Linked DNA regions of Mus musculus: region 1 is linked to region 2. A link is a contact called in public promoter capture Hi-C data. All regions are on one chromosome and are shown on one strand. The core of a region is the stretch at or near the end of the contact, and the rest is flanking DNA. Distances in the headings are between cores, read along the strand shown.

Region 1 (5,576 bases), core at 2,113-4,612, 39 kb after region 2:
CAAAAAAGCCTCTGTTCACTACCCTCCAGGTTGTCTTCCAGCTGGCTTCCGTCTGTACCGTCCAGTGGAGTGGTCTCTGCATACTGTCTGTTAAAGGGAACCGGGAAAGTTACTACCAGCATCTAGTTCACTCCCTCAGTACAAACAGTCCAACAGGTTAGAGGAAAGCACTGTTAAGAAAAACATTTCCAGAACCTAAGATAGGAGGAAAAAAAAAAAAAAAAAAAAGAGTGCATACTCGGTTCACAGCACAGTGAAGCATTGTTTGCCAGGCACATAAAAGATCGTTGGACTCTCAGGAGAATTCTACCTTTGTTTAACTTTCATTTACTATTGATTAGGGCCCAGAAGGTATTAAGTTACATGTTAACTTAAAGGCGTTTGTCTGGGAGAATTACAAACGTATCCTTTTGTAGAAGAAAGTGTTGGGGTTAGAGTTTATTGCTCCATTGGACACTGCCTGGTTGGGCATAGAATGGAACAATCTTAACCCAATGCTTTCTTATTGGTTTGAATTCCCTTTAAAGGAGCATAGCTAGTTTCCTTATCAATAATAAAAATTAAAAAGTGGACCTTTGACACATTCTTGCTTCTTAATTTTTTAAGTAATCTTATTTTAACTCTTAAAAAAAGGGCATATTTGGGGCAACTCTTCTAATTAAAAGAATAAATTATGTGCTTCTCTCAGGAGTAAGATAAACACTTAAAAGTTAGCAGGGATAGTTTGGGATATCATATCCTGAGGGTTTATGGGCCAAATATAAATTGTCAGTGACCCAGGAAATGACATCATATAAGCATTTTGGTCTGAACACTGCTGGGGTGGGGAAGGGGAAGAAACACACATATTTGGATGGTATATTCAAACAAGCACAGTCTATCATACAAACAGTTCAGTGATGCAAACCACTTCTTTAACAGTAGGTTAAGAAGAGGTTAGTTAGTTAGTAGGCTTCTGTTTTCAATTCCAAAGGCTTTTAGTAAAGCCAAGTAAAAAGTCGTTGGAAGGAGCGCTTTGGGAAGAAATACTATGTAAATTTAGGATTTTTAGTGTTTTCAGGAAATGTCAAAGCCAAGTCAGATTTCACAACCTCACACAGCAGCCAGGGCAGGTGAAAGTCCTGCTGTAGAGAAAGAAGCGATGGGCAGAGTACTTACTACGGCTGGCTACACTGAGCAAGGCCGAGCTTAATACTGATCTCACTTCTGGAGACACAGCCATCCTCTGCGACAGAGGGCCTCGGTTGTGAGTGTGCCTAGTGATGGGGGACGTTAGATAGGAACAGGAAAGGGAGAGGAAGACAGGAAGTGAAAGAAAACAAGTTCGTCTGGAAACTGTAGCAGTTGAGCAGAGATTCGTCTGCTTCTGGGAGTTCACTGATACCAACTTTACCAAACCATACTGGGGAAAAATTGCCAATAAAAACTCCTAGCTTTCTGTAAATAACCGAGCTTATTTAAAAAAAAAAAAAAAACAACAAGAACAACCCATTCATATGTTGCTGAGCATTTTAAGACAATTGTGTGGACAATCTAGAGTTACTCTTGTACGTTATGAAATTTATTTTGTCTCTCCCCGTTATCAGCATAACGAATATGTTAATTGTAAAAGATGGTGTTCATTACAAGATTTTCACAAGATGTATTCTGTCTCTGATTTAGAAATCATGCCTTTTGCTATGGTTATTGAGACAGGGTTTCACTGATTTTAATCTTATTATGTAGCTTAGGTTGACCACAAATTTGCAGCAATCCTCCTGCCTTAGCTTCTCAAGAGCATGAACCACCACAGCAGCTTTAAAAACATGTTTACATTTAAAAATGCATCATGTAGTCTTAAGGCAAATTTATGAAACTTTATGAATGGTTATTGTTGTGTTTGGTTTATTAAATTGAATTAAATTAAAAAATCAGATTGTATCATAGTTTTGTTTTTTTTTAAATCCTACATAGGGCAGGTTGAAATATGTGCTTCTATTATTTCTGTGCCATAAATGTTGTCATTCATCTGAAAAGCAGGAACTTACAAAACACACTTTTAGCTAGGCGGTGGGCTTGCTTTTAATCCCAGCACTCAGGAGACAGAGACAGGTGGATCTCTGAATTCAAGACCAGCCTGGTCTACAAATTAAGTTTCAGGGCAGCCAGGGCTACACAGAGAAACCACGTCTTGAAAAAAAAATCCAAACCACCCAAAAAAGTTTAACTACATAGGAATGTATTTATATGATATCAAAATTTTGAGAATGAGATGTATAATTTTATACATAATATAAGATGCAAAACTGTATTTACTATATCATTATGATCATGTTAGAATGGACAGAGAGAAATGGAGAAATGTGTCAAATGTTAGTATTCCTGTCTCTGGTTGGTGAGATTACAGCTCCATTGTTATCTTTCTAGTTCTTTATTATTTCCCTTATGTTCTCCACAATGAGGGCCTGTGAGTGTGAACACCCACCCACACCACAATGGAGCTTTAAATAGCTTCCAATTTCCTGCACACTATGTCCCCTTTGACACAGCTCCTCTATTCAGTCATCTTGGTCTTACTGAAATACATAAGCAGACTTGGTAAAAAAAAAAAAAGTTTTCTTCTCAGAATGTTTAGCAGTTCCTGGATTCAATGAACGCAGTGTTAAAAGATATCGGAACCACTTGTGCACTGACTCTGCAGAACGGAGGGAAACATTGTCCAATTACGGAAAATATCTGCAAATATATTAGCTGTGTTGAAAGGGTTCAGATCAGACTTGGGGCCATGAATTTTGGATCCTGCTGCAAACTCATTTTTAAGCATTATTTATACAAGTCCCAGCCCGCTGACGCCCTGTGAAGTACAGTTTCACCAAAAGTCTATTTTGAGCACACCCTTTGTTGGGTTGAGACAATTGGCTTAATATTTCAAGCCAAGAAAAACGCCATGGAATGTGGGGAAGAAAAACAAGGACGGGAGGAGTGAATACTTCCAATTAGCTCGGAACACCAGCTGCCTCCGTGGGGTGCTGCCGACCTGCCCAGTTCAATAGCACAGACACTGTACAGACTGCAGTCTCTACAGCAAGAGCAAGTTTTTAAAAACCCAGAAAATGCGTGTCTTCACAGCACTCTGGGTGAGGGCGGCAGAGATAAGAGGAAGGAGTGAAGCTAACTTCTCCTCCTCCGAAGAGTTCCTTTTAACAGGCCCGAGATGATACGACGACCATTTGCTCCATCCACCTGCCTAGCATCTATGCCAGGGGAGTCACGTGCTCATCGGAAGAAGTCACGTTTCTTTAAAGTCGCACTGTCAAGCACTGTGCCCGTGTGTTCCCTTCGCTGTTTACAAGGAGCTACATCAGAAGACAAACAGGACAGCTGGCTGTGTCCACCGTGTCTTAGTGATCACAAAACACAGCAAGTGGCGAAATCCAACTCAACAACTGTTAGCTGGACTTTGATACAAAGAGCTTGACTGGAGGACAGAGATTGGTTTTGTGTGTGTGTGTGTGTGTGTGTGTGTGTAGGTTTTCTCTTTCCCAGAAAAGACTTAAATGGACATTATCCACAATACAGTTTTAAGCACACCCTTAAAATAGACCAGAAGGAGCAGCCCGGCTTTGAGACTATGACTTTAAAGTGTACAGCTGTAAGAGATAGAGCTGAATTTGGGTGAGCTACATGGAGCTCAGGAAACTTTAGAAGTCAAAAGTATTTTTGGCTTTGCTAGCCATGTCTTATTTGTCACAGCCATTTATCTTTGTCCTCAGAGTGTGAACACACACACACAGCTTACAGGTAGAGTAATGAGCATAGCCACTTTCCAGTGTAACACTATTTACTGAATATGGTGGTAGTTGGGTTGGGCCTGTAGGCTCTTGTTTACCAAATCCCACTTTATGCCTCTTCACCACCAGGCTGCAGTGTAGGAGCCACACGTCCTTCAAAGAGGACCAGGCTCCGAGAACCTGGCCAACACTTTCTCACCTGCTCGGAGAGGACAAGGGATTGTAGATGCTGCCATAGTAGCTGGTGTAGGGAGAATGCACTGGATTTTCATATTCAGATAGCCCAATGGTTAACTGGGTCCTCCAGTTCCCAGAAGCATTTGTGGAAGACACTAGAAATGAGAACAGAAAGAGAGAGAACGTTAGTTGAACTATTCCAAGCTAAATCTGTTCAGGTTGCTTCACACTCCGGTATGTGCAGAGCAGAGAGATGGAAGCCTGGGTTTAGTTTTGTGTTTGCCACTGCTGAGGGGGTGGGTCCAGGCCTTGCCTCTGTTCTACCTCTGAGAACGAGAAACCCCTATCTGAGCCAGAATTGATAATCAGTTCAATTTTCTGGGTTAATAGCCGGCTGAGTGACTTGGGCAAATAGCTCCTCCTTTTGAAGCTTCAGTTTTCTTATTGTGGAGAGGGTAAGTACATTTTCTGTGGTGACAGCACCAGGACTGAAGGTTATGATGAACATAGTTAGCCTAGTGCAGAATAAAGGCTCGCAACATGGTAAGTATTACTATTAACAGGAGTTAGTCCAAAGGGAAGACAGAATTATTTTCAAGAACACCCGTTTTGAAGTAGCCCAGAAGGAAAAGGGAGTGGATTCTCAAAGGGAGAGAACCTTGCCACCTGGGCTTCAGATCCGACCAGATGGTACTTGAGAATCCGTCGAGAGGAATGTGGAGGAAAAGCCTTCAGCCAGGTCACTTGTCAAGACTTGACTGCTGAAGGCAACACTGGCCACTGGTAAGGCAGGGCGTTTTCTATTGTTGACTGAAAAGTGGAGGGTGAAGCTAGCAGGAGGTGGAAGAGGCTAGCTTTGCAGAAGGGTGGATCCAGGAGATGACAAGGGTACAATTTGGAAGCAGAGCCTGATTGAAGGAATGTTACTGGGTGTCACTGGTTATCACTGGGTTTCTGCTCTTCTCTTTGTGGAACCAGTCCTGCCCCATGCCTGGGCTGCACAGGTGACTCGGCAGCTCTGTGTGTGTCTAAGCCTCACAGACAGCCCTGCTCACTGTTCTTCCTGTTCCTCACGTTCTGTCCACTGACCTCTTTCCACACCCACAAGCCACTTGCATTTGCCACTGACAAACTTCACAATGCGTCTTTGGCCACAATGCCACTTGATTTACACTAACAGATGTAGGATGCTCACGGAGGGTTTCCAAGACTGAGCACCGAGGGAAGGGCTCTGAAGCCTGCGGGGGTCATACTGTTAGCCCTGGGATGGAAGCCCTACTTTGTCACCTGCCAGCCTACGGGACTGGCAGTCATTCAAACTCTATCTAAACCAGAGAGAGTCACCTTAACTGTAAAATAAGAATCATAACACACAGCTCTCGCCCTACAGCCCTGCTGCTCCCATTAAAAGGGCACCCTGACACAGAGCTGCCAAGAAAAGGTGGCTATGATCACTCCTGAAACTGAGTCATGACGAAGCCTTCAGGTGGTGCAGAGTCTGACTAACCAGAAACAGGAAATGTAGCTCTCCGTGTGAATGATCGGAGCCTGTAGAAATACATCTCCAAAGCTATAAAGTAGGGGCAGGAACATTCCAGAAGGGATTTCCGGGAGCCTTGATTTCATCCA
Region 2 (5,550 bases), core at 2,012-4,511:
CATGGTGGCACCTGCCTTTAACTTCACCTTTCCGGAGGCAGAGGCAGGCAAGTCTCTGGGTTCTGGGCCAGCATATGGTCTAAATAATGTGTCTCTACTACCCAGAGCTACATAGAGAGACCCTGTCTCAAAACCAAACCAAACCAAACAAAAACTTTAATGAAAACCATTTTAAGTGAACTAACTCAATCTAATAAACCGTATGTGTAATGTTATTCCATATATGTACACGTACAAATTTATATATGTACAGGAAAACACTTCTATAATTATTATCAAAGCCTTGTTTTTGTTTTTCTGAGTCAGGAAGGTAACCCCTGGAGGAACTGAACGTCTGCCGCGTGCCTGCTACCTGCATTGTGCAGCCTTTGGTTTTACATTTGCCTTGTGTTGCTGCTACAGAGGATCCCACGGTGAGCAAAACCAACCAAGTTAGGAGGAACTTTTGCAGACACACGCTTGGGGTTGTGCCCGTACATACATATATATGTGTATGCACATTTCTATCCTACACCCCGCCTGCCCATATGAGACATTTTACCCTGTTTCTAGACACCCTAATAGCTGCTATACATGATGCAAACAGGGACTGTTTTATTTTAAAAAAGAAAAAAGTGTCTGTATATATCCAGTCCACATGGCAAATAAATAAATAAACAAATAAACCTTTTTTAGTGTTTTCAGTTCACAATTCGTTGAATTCAAGGATGGAGTCCCTGAGGATACACAAGACCAAGTACATTCAAATAAAAGTTAGTTAATTTTGTTTTCAGATGCTATTTTATTTATTTATTTACTTATTTATTTATTTATTTTTCCAAGAGCTGAGGACCGAACCCAGGGCCTTGTGCTTGCTAGGCAAGCAGCGCTCTACCACTGAGCTAAATCCCCAACCCACAGATTCGATATTTTAAAAGATGATTGTTAAAACATATTTGGAACTGATACAGATTTTTAGATCCCTGTAGCAAAGCCTTTGTTCCATGTGTATTTGAAAGGGAGTGTTTCTACTCCACAGAGCTCTGTTAGAAAATAGCTTCCTGCCGAGCTCTGGTGGGACACGCCTTTCATTCCAGCCCTGGGAGGCAGAGGCAGGTGGATCTCTGTGAATTTGAGGCCAGACTTGTCTACAGAGTGAGTTCCAAGACAGCCAGGGCTACAGAGAGAAACCCTTATCTCAAAAAGAAAATATTCCTTCTACCCTTCCTAAAGTATCCACTGCTCTCGGAGACACGCATGATGTTGCATTTCCTGAGGCTCTGAGACTGTGACATGGTGCAGGGGAAGGAGACTACTCTGATAACCTGGAGTGTGTTTTTAAAACCTTGGTTTGAATCCTAGCTCTGGGGAAACCACCTTCATTACTCACTAGTCTCTGAAGCAAAGCGCATTGAGGAAAGAGCCAGCCTTGAAATGGAACAGGATTAGGGTGAGATTTACAACTCTGCAGTGTCTGGGAAGGGAAAAGGCAGGCTTCAGATCAGAGTCCACTAGCTTCTCCTGAATCCTTCTCCACTTTGTGTGCGTCTGTGCATCTTGCGGCTGTAATTCCCAAAGCTGGTGGAGAAGTCTGACATGCAGTGTTCTGAGCAAGAACTCAACGCTGGTGATACATGACAGTTGACAACATTGTCCTTAAACTACCTCCTAAAACACCCCATGTCTCATCTGCTCCAGCAGGGGGAGCCAATTATCAAGCTGTTTAATGCACACGAGGAAACAAAAGCATTGGTTTTTGTCTGTAGTCCTCCTAAAACTGGTCTTTGTATGGAATTGTCTTCGAACTCACAGAAGTGCAATTGTAAGAGGTCTGCAAAGGACACGATAAGCTCTGGTCTGATCAAGCCTGAAATTTATTTCCTGGACTTCAGTTTCTGCTTAATGCTCACTACTGTCTTCTATCACACCAATGTGACAACATGCACCTGTGTCTAGCAGGTGGCCCCAAAGAAACCATACATAAGAAATCTGTCTTCTTTCTTCTCAATCATTTTTAAGTGCAACATTAAAATTTGTCCTTTAGAACCATCAAGACGGCTTATCAGGTAAAGGTACCTGCCACCTCGCTTGACCTACACACACACTCACACACTTACACACACACACACACACACACACACACACCTAATAATAAAAAAATGTAATTAAATTTTAACTGTGCTTTATACAAAACTCATGCCAGCTCTAGTTTTTAGATAAGTATCTCAAGAGAGGACTCTCTTGAAGATTCCTTCTTAGACATCAATTTTCAGGTGTCATCACTGATGCCCAATGCACATACAGTGTGCCCACGTTTTCAGTCTTGGGTTTGGCTTAGTGTATGGCCAGATTTCTTCAGAAGTGGGGAATCTTTGACATTATATGTAAAATATCGTATGTGCATAAGTAGTCTGGAGAAATGTGGAGTAGAATTTGGACAAGCTTCTCAAAAGGAGAAGCCAAAAAAAAAAAAAAAAAGACAGAAGAGCTGTTTCTGTGTTAAACCATTACATGTCATTCATGGCTACAGACCACCAACTCCACACAGAGACCCTGGTGCCAATGTTGAAAGAGAAACACTGACAAGAGGTTATCACCTTCTCCCCACTACCTTGCAATTATACTATTTTTTCAGAAAGTTACAGCCTGGGCTAGAACTTAATATTATAATTTAATTTAGGTGTGCCAAAATCCAAAACAGAATCACACATTTCATTCAGTCTTGAGAAATCACAATTGCAAAACACTACCCTGCCAGCCCAGTCCCGGCAGCCATTTGTGTCCCACACAGATCCCTGGTTACCTCAGACTGCACAAAACTGACAGGAACTCGTTCATCTTCCAGCATGCGTCTAGACGCCTTTTGCAAATACATGTAATCAACGAGAGACTTATGGTTGAAGTTTCCTGTGGGTGCCTTGTCTGTTTGATCCTTTTGGATCATCCCCACAGGAAGGTGGGGGTCAGGGGCCATGACTTCCATCTCTGACTGCAGTTCCTTCAGCTCTTCAGGGGATAAGTTGGCTAGGAGTTCGTCTTCATCGAGCTCCTCACTAAGGGTGTCTTCTTGCTCCGAATTCCTGCTGTGCCCCGACATAGTTTACTTTTTTTCTATCTGTTTCTAGATCACCAGAAAAGAAGAAATAATCCAATATGATATATTTTAAAGAAGGAATCAGTATGCAAACACCTCAGTGTCTTCTAATTAACAAATATCTTAGGCCAACCCACCCTTGAGAGATTTTCTCACTCAATGGTGTTGGTTGAGCTGCTGGGAGTGACTATAGCTCAGCTCATGTGGGATCTATATTAAGCAAGGTTTTCTGGGCAGAGTCAAGTTGTGGAACTACTACATGAGTCCCTTTTTGGCAACTTGAGTCATCTGGACAAATCCATCTGACATTTCAGTACAGCTGCTGGGCTAGACAGCGAGTAGCCGGGCTATGGAATCTCTGCAGGAATAAACGCATTCTTTTCTAAAGCCCTCCCACCCCAGGGAGCCCACACCCCATGCTCTAGATCTCCCGGGGAGCCTGCTGCTGCTTATCTAAACAACTCACAAAACATCAGAATGAAAATCCAGCCAGCAAATGCAGTTTCTCCTGGAATAGAAGCGTCGTCCCCTGAAGGTGGCCGGTGAGCTGGGCTTTGCCTGATCTTTCCAGCAGGCTCTGGAAGCCGTGCCTCTGAAGGGAACAGCTCAGGTCTTGCTATGGTATTCACCCCTGTGTAAGTGAACCGGTGCAAGCTGCTCTTATCTGCACCTAGATCCTGTGACCTGACAGATGGGGATAACAAGGCCCTGAATTTCCATGTAAGGGAGAGGGGCCATGTAAGGGGTTTAAAACCATTTATGTCTTTAGTAAGTGTTTATCAAACCTAGCTAAATTAAGATGGCTCTGAAGAGAATGTTTGTAATCATACTGTTGAAATACTGGGAGAAAAGGGACATGAAAAGAGTTTCTTTGTAAACTGTGGGGGAGGGACACTAATTTTTTTCAAATTGCTAACATACATTTATGTTGATCCAACAACCCTACCTTTTGAGGTATATACCTCAGATACACTCCCACCAAGGTGAAAGCACAATTGTATACATTAGCTGGCTACACAAAACTCTAAAACAGTGTGCATGACAGGATAGTCTTGAGACAGTAAGTTAAACAAATGTACATAAATAAAAATAAGAGCCAGGCCAGGTTCTGGATGCCTTTAGTCTCTTTGTACTTGTACTCAGGAGGCAGAGGCAGGCAGATCTCTGTGAGTTCAAGCTCAGCCTGGTTTACATAGCAAGTTCCAGGACAAAAAGGGCTACATAGAGAGACCCTGTCTCCAACACAACCCAAATAGATAAATATAAAAATATCAGTGAGATAGATTATTGAATAATAAATAAGAAACCAAACATTTCACGTGATTTTAGGGAGGGGTATAGGTGTCTAGAGGGCTGGGCTGGAGAAAGGCTTCACCATTATATATTTATATATTTCATATATATTATATTTTTATATTTTTTTCCAGAGACAAGAGTCCTTCTGTGTAGTCCTGGCTGTCCTGGAACTCACTCTGTAGACCAGGCTGGACTTGAACCCAGAGATCTGCCTGCTTCTGCCTCCCAAGTGCTGGAATTAAAGGCGTGTGTCACCATAGGCTAACTATTGTCAAATTCTGAGTTTTGCAACTCTTTACTCAGAAATTTAGATATTTTTGTACAAACAGGAACATAAGATACAGAACAAGAGAGAGTGTGAATTTTTCACCTTATTTCCCTGTTGAGAGCAATTGCAATGAATGCTTTGGCTTGTCTCAGTCATTTCTTTAGAAATAGGAACTCTGGATCAACATGCCATCTTTATAGCCTTTGGCAATTTGACCTTGGAAGTCAACTCTGCCCTTGGCTTCGCCCCTAGCCCTGTGCTCTTTGGTTTATTGTTTGTTTTTGACATAGTTTTGTTAGGTAGCTTTGGAACACACGTCGTGGCATGGCTGGTCTTGATCTTGTAGCTATCCTCATGCCTCTGACAGCCATGTGTCATGACTACAGGCAAGCACCACCCATATCCAGTCTGCTCTCTGTTTTCTCCTTGATCAAATCAGATTACTTTTGAGGTAATTACATATTCTAGAAAAACATAACTTTTAAGATCTCTCTGTAAAGAGCTATAATTTATAAAGTGCATAGTTCATATAACCAATCCTTAATTGTTACATATCTAAACTGTTTTCATTTCTCAGAAGTACAAACAGGCTTCAATGAACATCTTACTAGCTACATGGTTGTATGCACCCAAGTTTATTTGCTTAGGTTAAGTTGGATAAATTCTAAGAAGTCAAATTACAGGGTCAAAGAATATGAAAAATTAAATGTATTTCATGTGAAGACCTAAGTGGTTCTCTTAGTGTTATTCCATGGTTAATTATATACATATACACATATATACATATATATATACATACATACATATACACATATGCAGGTATGTTGTAGTTGTTTGAATATGCTTGGCCTGTGGGAATGGCACTATGGCACTATTTGGCATGGCCTTGTTGGAGGAAGTGTGTCACTGTGTA

Evidence for each region. Promoter capture Hi-C pulls out the DNA fragments that hold promoters and counts their contacts.
Region 1: a contact with region 2 is called in a promoter capture Hi-C map of liver, with 2.7 times the contacts expected there. The contact joins the enhancer-like site here to the promoter of Lmod3 in region 2. A contact is called at or near these places in 5 of 39 promoter capture datasets (embryonic stem cells, hippocampal neurons, liver and 1 more), 8 of 484 Hi-C or Micro-C datasets (the N1E-115 cell line, liver and myocytes), 2 of 115 datasets of contacts at active chromatin or transcription factors (CD8 T cells and embryonic stem cells) and 3 of 9 other capture datasets (adipose tissue, embryonic stem cells and pancreatic islet).

The regions. Positions count from the first base shown.
Region 1 is chr6:97,288,394-97,293,969 of GRCm38.p6, forward strand. It overlaps Frmd4b (FERM domain containing 4B), which reads right to left. Exons shown (of 23, transcript NM_001346637.1): 22 at 3,970-4,102; 23 at 1-87. Among named protein-coding and RNA genes, the nearest start is that of Gm32191, 38 kb to the left of the region's middle. Within about 2 kb of position 3,363, at least 34 of the 459 cell types and tissues checked have an H3K27ac peak or open chromatin away from gene starts, as enhancers often do. A contact at or near this core is called in adipose tissue, liver and myocytes, where this site is marked.
Region 2 is chr6:97,249,496-97,255,045 of GRCm38.p6, forward strand. Lmod3 (leiomodin 3 (fetal)) reads right to left here and starts at 3,262. Exons shown (of 3, transcript NM_001081157.2): 1 at 2,783-3,262. The coding sequence starts at 3,076. It overlaps Gm32191 (a long non-coding RNA gene), which reads left to right and starts at 3,409. Exons shown (of 4, transcript XR_869294.2): 1 at 3,409-3,615.